2 separate regions of the Mus musculus genome follow, and region 1 is linked to region 2. Evidence: chromatin contacts called from public Micro-C data. All regions are on one chromosome and are shown on one strand. The core of a region is the stretch at or near the end of the contact, and the rest is flanking DNA. Distances in the headings are between cores, read along the strand shown. Region 1 overlaps Dis3l2 (DIS3 like 3'-5' exoribonuclease 2). Region 2 overlaps Dis3l2 (DIS3 like 3'-5' exoribonuclease 2).

Region 1 (5,030 bases), core at 692-3,191, 240 kb before region 2:
GGGTGGAGGAAGGTCTGAGCACTTTCTACTCAGTACAAAGGCTCTTGAGGATCCAGGCTTGTGGGGTGGGAGACCCCAGGGAGCTACTGAGCTCAGAGGAGTGGCCAAAGAGGCAGGGGTCAGATGTGTGATTGAATTAGGTGCTGCCTGAATATCCCTAAAGCTCAGCACTGCTAAGATCTGCAGGGGTGAAGAGGGACAATGGTCTGCACTACACTTGAGGTCACCTCTACTATGATTAGCTATGGAAATCTGGAGGAAAAAACCCTCCCCCCAAATCACATATGCAAAGGCTCTATTATACAATTGAGAGAACACTCAAATGTCGAGCCTTTGAGTAGCTGGGAACCCAGCACAAATGGCTTGCTATATCTTAAGCAATATGCCCACAGCCCATTGAAAACAGGACAAAACTGGGCATTCAGGATCCGTCATGATTTACTGAAAGTGGCATTGTCTGTGCTTCTGCATGGCACCAGCAGGGGTGGGATGGGGGGTGCTCCTCATGATGGCAGGGTCACTCCTGTGTCTCCTACTCCCTGGGACTTTTCAACTCCCCTGGCCAGTATTCACTCTACTTAGTTTTTCTCCTTTGAAGTTAGAGAATACAGCCTCATCGATCACTGACACATTGGGTTTCAAAAGGACTGGGAGTGAATTCACTTTTTTTCTCTCTCTAACAAGCGAGAAAGATCGAGCTGGGAAGAGTGAGTGAGGAGGTAAGGAGGGAGGGGAGCAGGCCAGGACCAATAGGGCCTGCTGGGTGATGTTCCCGGCCCCATAGTGAACAACTGGGCTCATTGCGGGGGCGGGGGGTGTACTCTTGTAACGGGTCCTGCCCCACTCCACTCCTAAGGACCTGGGCAGCTCACAGAGGCCTCATCTAGATTCTGTGTTGCTTCCTAGTCTCGCTAGACTGTCTAGCAGGAGAGGGAAGTATAGAGCCTTCAGGGGTGAGGACCTCACACATCTTTCACTGGAACAGATATAAAGATGGGCCAGAAAGTTTTCATGTCCCTATCACCCAACTGATGTCTGCTTGTCCCCTATGGGCAGATAGATGGCTTCTCCTGGTAATACCATATGCCCATGCTGTGCAGGCAGAAACTCGTGAGCATCCTGATGAACCCTCTTGAGACTCACCTGTTTCTTCCTGTCAGGTCTGGTCTGATGTCTGATGACTGCTACAAGCTTCTAAATGCCTTGTGTGATGTCCTATCTTGAGCCTTTCCAGTTAGGTCTCAACAAAGCTGCTATAGATAGGGCTCTGAAACCAAAGTCCTACTCCATCTCTCCTGTGGGTAACAGCTTCTACATTGAAATTAAGAAAATGTTTGTGCCTGGGGACAGCCCAATGAGGTCCTCAAAGAACAGCCTGTTTATATATCCTCCGTGACACAGCTATGGCAGAGGCCTACACATTTTAGAACATAGCAAATGACTGCACTGATCTGCCTGGATCTGTTCAGAGAAGCCATTCCCAAACTGTTCTCTCTCACTGGCCCTCCTTGACTAGAATTGGAATCTTCTGCCTGCTCTGTTAATATTCCATACTCATACTCTGACTCCTGACACTTCCTGAAGTCAGGGCTGTCTTGTCTGATGAATGGTGACTGCCACTGTCTTACCAGTGCCTTCTGAATGCTTTTGCTGTGATGCACTTTCCCATGGATGAAAATGGCAGGCCTCTACTTAGATTGGCTGAGGGTGGTCATTTCACAGATTTTTATCAAACGTTAGTTGCACATCCTTCCCAGGCAAACAGTCTTTGGCCTCTCACCCACAGCAGGCTTTCTTCCCACCACATTACACTCCAGCTGTTCAGAGAAAACCTAGTTCCAATGGCAGTTGTAACCCACGAGCTGCCTTGTTGACTGTAATTTTTAAAGCCACTGAGTTATGAGATTAAAGCATGATTGAGTGAGTCACTGACTTGGGCGTTTGCATGTAATCGACAAAGTCTTGCTTGGCTCCGCTCACCATCAGCTCTGTGATAGTCAAGAGGATTTGTCTAGAGAGCTGAGAGATTTCTCTCTTATCGTTCTGCTCCCTGATTCAAAAGATACACTTTTCAGTTTTATGCCAAGTCTTTAAAACCAGAGAAGATCTGCTTACAAGCCACTCCTGAGGTAACTTCTTTGCAGATGGCTCCAGGAGGGTACTGTGCCTGGCAAGACTCCCAGGTCTGACTCTACCCTACATCTGCTCAGGTGTGTCCAGTTCTGTTATTGGAACTTTTTTCCAAAAGAAATGTCTGGGCCTAGGAATGTGTTTATAAAGGAAGAGAGAAAGTAGAAATAAATTCTGAAGCTATAAGACTTCTAGAAGAAAATCTGTGATTCTAGGTCAGTTAAAGATTTCTCATGCCAGGAGTTAGAGGAACAAGCCTGTAATCTCAGCACTTGGGAAGCTGAGTCAGGAGGATCTTGAGTTTGGGGCCAGTCTGAGCTACATAGCAAGACTGTTTAAAAAAAAATGAATAGGACTAGAGAGATGGCTCAGCAGTTAAGAGCACTGTCTGCTCTTCTAGTGGTCCCTCATTCAATTCCCAGCAATCACGTGGTGGCTTACAACCATCTATGATGAGTTCTGATGCCTTCTTCTGGCATGCAGGTATACATGCAGATAGAGCACTCACATACATTAAATAATAATAATAATAAATAATAATACCATCAAAACGAACAAAACAAAAATCTTAGATTTGATAACATAAGGACACAATTGGTAAACTGGACTGCTTCAAAATTAAAAACTTCTTTTCAAAAGAAAGGGAATAAAGAAGAGCCAGAAAGAATAAGACAAGGGATGAAAGAATGAGCTGGATGGCTTGTAGTATCACACAACTTGGTAGAGGTTCTATTTAAAATAGCAAAAGAATCCTCAAAACTTAGTACTAGGAAACCAAAAGACCCACCTAAGAAATGGGCAAAAATTAGAATAGGGAGATAGCTCAGTTGGAACATGTTTCCATGCAAGCATGAGGATCTAAGTTTGGTCTCCAGAACCCACATTAAAAGCCAGGCATGGTGGCACATGCTTGTAATCCCAGTGCTGGGGAGGAGGAGACAGGACGATACTTGGAGCTTACTGTTAGATAGGCGAGCCAATTGGTGACTCTGGGTCTCAGTAAAAGATCCGGTTTCAACAAACAAGGTAGAGGGCACCTGAAGAATGGTACCTTAAATTGACCTTTGTACCCTGTATGCATGTGCTCATGTGTGGCTTACTAGGGACTGAGGATAAGTGAGACAGTCTGCCTACCGAAGGGCACATGTGGAGCTTATTGGGTGAGGCAACTATTCTGTATTTTGACCATGGTAGACATATGATTATGTGTGGAGCTTGTGGACCTATACACTAAAGATGGTGGACTTTATTGTATATAATTCTATCTTCATAGGGAAAAAGGTGGTTGTATTTGATCAGAGCAGGGGCCTGTGCTGATGCTGTTGGCAGTCCTAGGGATGGGATGTAGCATCTGCTTTCCACAGACCTGGCAAAGACAGGCCTGAGAGTTGATAGAGACACAGGAGGAAAAAAGGCAACTCAAACAATGGAACACCACTTCCAAGTTACTTACACTAACAAAGATTAAAGCAAAGCCACAAACTGAATTTGCTGAGAAGAGTAACAGCATAGCACTGTTCTCTGATGGGGTAAACCTCAATTAGTCCAACCTTCTGGAAAACACCCAGAAAGCCAAAAGCTCTGAAGTGAACAGTATTAAGTATTATTACTAGGTGAGGCATAGCCAATGGCTACTTTTTCCTTGTTTATTTAAATATGTTTACAGTATGAACATATATTCATTTTACAATAAAATAATCAAAGTTAATCTTAAGAATTGACACAGAAAAAGTCAATTTTCTTCAACCTAGTAGTTTATGATGTTTGTATTTCTAAGTGACTTTTACACTTTCTGTGTAAGGGTATTAATTACAATGTCATTTATAACAATAAAAACTATAACCGTCCTGACTGTAGCAACAGGAAGTGTTCTGATTCGGAGCCGTCTGTACAATGAAGGATTTGCAGCTCAGACTTGAGCGGCTTGGACTGTGACCTGCTTCCCCTCCTTACTCACACGCTTGCTCCTCATCAGAAGGCAGAAGACATCTGGGTCTAACGTGTGAGTCTAGTAATTCTCGCAAGCTACTCTGAGGCAACCAAAGTGAGCAAAGCAATAATTAAGCATGCTCCCAACAAGCTCAAGCGAGTCAACGTAAAGTAACTGCTTCATGGCCGGAGAGAGGCTCAGTGGATAAACTCGCCTGCGGCCAAGTCTGACAACTGGAGTTCCATCTTCGGACCCATGTGGTATAAGAAGAAAGCTGACTGCTGTAAGCTGTCCTATGATCGTCATTTGTGTGCTGTGATGCATATCTTCACACTCCCCAAATAACTAAAAATGTATTAGAAACCTACTTCATATTGTCACATCGTGTATTTCCTTTGTCTTGGGGATAGAATGCTTCATGTGTACGGGAACACTGCTTTTTTTTTTTTTTTTTTTTCTTTCCCAGACAGGGTTTTATGCACTCCAAGCTGGACTCAGATTCTCTGTATTTGAAACTGGCTTTGAACTTCTGATTCTCCTGATTCTACTTCATGAGTGCTGGGATTTCAGGTGTGTGGCCACTACACAGTTTATGTTGTGCAGCAGATTGAACCCAAGGTCTCATGTTGTTGGGTAAGCACTTAACAGCTAAGCTATATAGCCCTAGCTTAGTAATTTTTTTTTTCTGAGACAAGGTTTCTCTTTATAACCTGGGCTGTCCTGGAACTCACTCTGTAGACCAGGCTGGCCTCAAACTGAGAAATCCACCTGCCTCTGCCTCCCAAGTGCTGGAATTAAAGGCGTGGGCCACCACTACCCTAACTTTTTTTTTTAATATATCCTTGTGTGGTAAAATAAAACACCTGTATGTTGTCCCCCAGACATTTCTGCCATTGGTCTGTGATACCCGCAGGTTCTTGAGGGACAAGGGAACATTTGCAGGAGCTCAGTGTAGAATGAACAGAACAGA
Region 2 (5,157 bases), core at 1,287-3,786:
TTCACAAAATCAGACCTCTAGGTCCAGGCTCGGTGGCACACGCCTTACATCTCAGCACTAAATATATATTGCTGTGTGTCTCAATACAGGAAGCAGAAATGGATGAAAAATACCACCATTTCTGTGGATTTGTTGTTCTAACTCTCACAGCATAGGGTATAGGAAATTATAAATTATTTCACACTTGACAAGACCCTACAAGCACTTTTCTTATCCAAAAAAGTATCAGAAATTAGTGCAAGGATCTGACAAGGTAGATTGACTAAAGTGTGTGTGTGTGTGGGGGGGGGGGGAACGACTTCAAATCCCCATTGAATAGCCTTATTCACAGGCAAAACTTATTTTTACCTTGGAGTCCAAGGGGCCCATAACACCAACACACACACATACAATGCCTAAGTACATTATGGAATGCACAATACCCTATGAAGAAAATAATTAGAAAAGGAAATTTAAACTCACCTTCCACTGATCCTCAGGAAGCAGTTTTACAACCACAAGGTCCCCATTTAAGGCTCTATTACGAGCAACAACTCCATCAATAAAAATGTCCCGATCACCATCCTAAATTGGAGGGAGAAATAAAGGAACAGTCAAGTTACCAAGGCCTGGAGCCAAAATTTATCTCCTTCAAAGTGTTCATACTCTAAATCTGTCTGCTAACTTAACAAGAATACTACTCTAGTAGCTAGCAAGACGGCTCAGTGGTTAAGAGCACTGACTGGTTTTCCGAAGGTCCTGAGTTCAAGTCCCAGCAACCACATGGTGGCTCACAACCATCCATAATGAGATCTGATGCCCTCTTCTGGTATGTCTAAAGACAGCTACAGAGTACTTACATATAATAATAAATAATATAAAAAAAAATTCAAACCTAAGAACAGACTAGCTGAGGCTAAAATCACCAAATACTTAAAGAGATCTACTAAAGGCTGACAAAAACAAAGAAAAGCACATAAAGAAAAAAACTAACACTGTAGACTGATTACTAAAATGAAAAAGATAATATTCTTATGTTATCCTTTTTAGCTTTAGAGTAGAAAAAGAAAAACCGCCGGGCGGTGGTGGTGCACGCCTTTAATCCCAGCACTCGGGAGGCAGAGGCAGGCCGATTTCTGAGTTTGAGGCCAGCCTGGTCTACAGAGTGAGTTCCAGGACAGCCAGGGCTATACAGAGAAACCCTGTCTCAAAAAAACAAAAACAAAAACAAAACAGAAAAAGAAAAACCTCCAAATAAAGCAGAGAGAGATGAAAGGAGCAAGAACTAAAATTAATTTAACAGATACATATGTAAACATTTACACTTATATGTAATTTTAAGTAAACATAAAAAATATATGATTCCCTAAGGAATCACATTTAAAACCTCAGTGCCAGAAAACAGGAAACCTTCTTTCAAGTTGTTGGTCAAGAGAGTCCAAAAGACTCTCAAAATAACATATGCTAGTGCTGTTGCCCTAAAATGCCTCCCAGAAATTGAAGGTCAATCCCTATTGCTGAAGATACCACATACTTCAGATACAGGAAAACTTAATCACTGGCGGAAGAGAGAGAATCAGACTTCCCCTCAATGAGCATCTTAGTTGGTTACCTAACAATCTAAACACATATAGAACACCACAGTGACTCAGCAGGTTACATTTATGCATTTATATATATAAACATATGAGTATATACATGCACATGTATACACATAAAAATATAAGGTTATGAGAAGTAGTGAGAAGACTCAGGAGGAATTGGAGGAATGAGAGGGAAAGGAAATAATTTAAATATAGTACTCCTACATGAAATTTTAAATGAAAATAGATTAAGATTCATGAAACATCTTTAAACCTCTATCTCCTGACGTCAGAGCATGGTAAGCTCTAGACCATGAACATGAAGCACTGACACCTTAGGCATGCTCAGTCTCACAGCCAGAAAGGCCCCGTGGTAAATGGGGTGGTGCCCAGCAAACTCACCGGGCATCTACTTCAAAATCTAATGCAAAAAATAGCTAGATAAAAACAAGTTTTGGGGGTCAGAGGCCAAGAGAAAAATGTCTCGACAAACATGTGCTCTTCTTTAGTCTTCCAAGTCATCGCGTTCCTTTTCAGAGAATAAAAGAGAAGTTAAATGTTGGCTTTCCTTACAGGAGCTAATAGCAAAAGTGTCTGGAAAGTCACTGATTTGTAATACAGACACTCTATACTGTTAATATTTAACATTCAAATAACTTGAGTACTATAAAATTTTAGTTAGTTAAAATGGGCATTCTAAATCTGCCAACTCCTCCCAGCTACAAACAAATTCAAGATATTTTAAAACAGATTTTCTATTCAATTTCCAGTCTAGTGATGACTGGCAGCTGTGGCCTACACTCTGCCAAATCTGACCCCACCCTCGTCCCTAAGGAACAGCTACCGTGTTAGCCATAAAGAAGTAAGGCAGTTTGACCCTGTGATGAGCTTCTCAGAGAAACAGAGATGACTGGTAAATAGAACGTGAACCACACGAGTGTGACACATCACCACCAACTGTTGCTTTCTGCAATGTATTTAAAGCACCCTGATCTTAGGAACCGCCCTCCAATGAAGAGAGCAGCTGCTCAGAGGTCATCCTAACCCATTCTCATGTATCAAAACATCAGCAATGCAAAGTCTCCTCAGCAAGCAGCTGTACTCCTCCTTTGGCAGCTCAGAAATAGAAAGATTCGATGACTAGACTTTAGCATTACTGTCTTAAAGAACCAAGAAGAGAGAATGAGTAGAATCTAAGACAACTCCTAGCTAATGTGTCACTACTCAATTCTTCAATTCACTCAGAAGCCTATTATCTACAGCCAAGTCTGTCATTTTAAAGATAATAAACTTAAGCCAGGTGATGACGGAACCTTTAATCCCTGTACTCTGGAGGCAAAGGCAGGTACACCTCTTGAGTTCTGAGAGGCCAGACTGGTCTACAAAGCAAGTTCCAGGACAACCAGGGCTTTGTAGAGAAATTTTGTCTTAGAAAGCAAAATAAAAGATCCTAAACTTAGGAACTGTTCAATATTATCCCTCTTAACTGGATTTTAAAGCTACACAATTCAACTCTTCACTTGGACACTGGAAGACTCACCTTATCCATTAGAAAGAATAGCATAGTTGAGGGTGAGGAAGGAGACAGGAAGTGGATGGTAAACATCCATAGAAAAATAAAAGGAGTGTGGACACATCTAACTTTAAAAAGAGAGAATGAAGGAAGATAATATAAGAATGTCATAATGCTCAGAGTATCCTCTATTGATGAGATAATAGATCCTTTTGGACCAGGAATAAATTCCACAGCTGGATAAAGCATGCCTCCCATGACAAGACACAAATTACAGAGCTTCATAGACCAATATAATCCAGAACAGAAAAAAATAACAAGCTGTCCATTCCTTTTCTTTAGCTCAACTAAAAAAAGATAAAAAAGATATTGTAATATTATCATTTATCTTACTTTACTTAAAAGTTATTTGTTTTAATTTTCACTTTGTATTTTATTTTTGCCAAGAATTCCAAGATACTAGCAGGTAGACATATGTAACACATTCCATACATTTAGAATCTACCATAAGGGAAAAAAATCTACTTACTACCAATAGAAATTATAATAATTCCAAATCAAGTTCCTTCGATACAAAATATTCTTTCATACGTGATGATGAGGACTTAGCCCACTGGACTAGGTGGATATTTTCAAATGGCAAATAGCACCCAGTAAACATTTTTAGAGTAAGAATAAACCTAATCTAACAGAGGGTATTTTATCAACTCTTCATATTAGACATGAGAAAATCTTTCTATCTCCTGTGCTCAGACCATAGGTTCTTTTCCTACGTGTTCCTGTCTTACAGGTAAGCATTCAAGCCCCAACACTGCACTTCCTAGTCTACCTGTAGGCATTTTGCAATTCAACACAAGTTTGGTCTTGATGCGGACATAAACTATACTTAGCCAGAAATTCATGCTACTGAATTCTATTAATTCTTTTCTACAATGCCTCTAAATATTGAAACTGACCAAAAGAGCCCCAAAACAAGAATACAGTACCATTCTAACATCCAAAATTAGAGTATATTCACCTACAATTGGGCCTTGATAAGCAGCCTTTACTGCCAGTCTTCCCAGGGGTGAATTTAGTATTAATAGTTTCTGGGAGAATGTGACTATTCCATTAGGTTCTAGATAAAACAACATATACATATTTTATAGAAAAACCATCCTAACACTGCATCCATCTAAAACTTTCTAAATAGAATATGACAGGTAAAAGTTTCAAATAGAAAAACAAATATAAACCTTGGAAACACAGATGTTTTGCTTTTTCCTTCCTAATGTTAACAGACCAGACTGAAGCATATAAACATAATATTTGTAAAGCAAAGAATATGAATTTAACTTGCAGGATCCTAACTAGACTCTGTACACCTCCTCATCTGACAAGAAATTCTAAGAGGTAAAAGAATGTGTTCCCCTGAAATCGGCCTAAGCACCGAGGTGGCACTCTGTACTTCATGCAAGTTAAGGAATGGTATTGCTAAGAAACATGGATATAGAACTCAGACCTGTAGGGTAAGATAGCCATATATGCATATGCATATGCTCAAGCCCTGGTTAGATGTAAAGGAACCAAGAGAAGACAAGAATCAAGCTTGAGAAAGAAAGGTGTTAGAACACAGGTTAACAGTCAGCCCAAAGCTCCACAGAATATGAATTCTATATGTAAACAAACATGGGTACAAAGAGGTATCTTTGTCATAAAATTTATTTTAATGTTATTTTTATTCATGTGTATGCAAAGGTGAATAACCATGCATGTAGGTATCCACCAAAGCAGAAGAGGGAATCCGATTCCTTGGAGCTAACGTTACAGTACTGTGAGACCCTGGTGTGGTGCTGGGATCCAAACTTTTATCCTCTGCAAGAGCAGCATGAGAGCTTGACTCCTGAGCCATCTCTCCAGCCCAATTCATAACCTCTTATATATTTGGAACTGTCCCTTAGTTCTAGGCTTCACATGTGTTAAGTGCTAACCTAACAGGGATTTAACTTCAAAGAACTCAAGACTCAACACTTAGGAAAAATAAAAAGCTATAGTAAAGTTTTCAAACGTCTACAGTCCCCTGTATCCTTGCAGCCAGCGAGG

The links. A called contact is a pair of places that touch in the nucleus more often than the background predicts.
Region 1: a Micro-C map of muscle stem cells shows a contact between it and region 2, with 4 times the contacts expected there. The contact joins two enhancer-like sites. A contact is called at or near these places in 1 of 484 Hi-C or Micro-C datasets (muscle stem cells), 1 of 115 datasets of contacts at active chromatin or transcription factors (embryonic stem cells) and 1 of 9 other capture datasets (embryonic stem cells).

Annotation. Positions count from the first base shown.
Region 1 is chr1:86,998,487-87,003,516 of GRCm38.p6, reverse strand. All of the region lies in intron 13 of Dis3l2 (DIS3 like 3'-5' exoribonuclease 2), which reads right to left. Among named protein-coding and RNA genes, the nearest start is that of Gm28375, 67 kb to the left of the region's middle. Within about 2 kb of position 1,941, at least 15 of the 459 cell types and tissues checked have an H3K27ac peak or open chromatin away from gene starts, as enhancers often do. A contact at or near this core is called in muscle stem cells, where this site is marked.
Region 2 is chr1:86,755,695-86,760,851 of GRCm38.p6, reverse strand. It overlaps Dis3l2 (DIS3 like 3'-5' exoribonuclease 2), which reads right to left. Exons shown (of 21, transcript NM_153530.2): 5 at 463-564. Among named protein-coding and RNA genes, the nearest start is that of Dis3l2, 54 kb to the right of the region's middle. Within about 2 kb of position 2,536, at least 12 of the 459 cell types and tissues checked have an H3K27ac peak or open chromatin away from gene starts, as enhancers often do. A contact at or near this core is called in muscle stem cells, where this site is marked.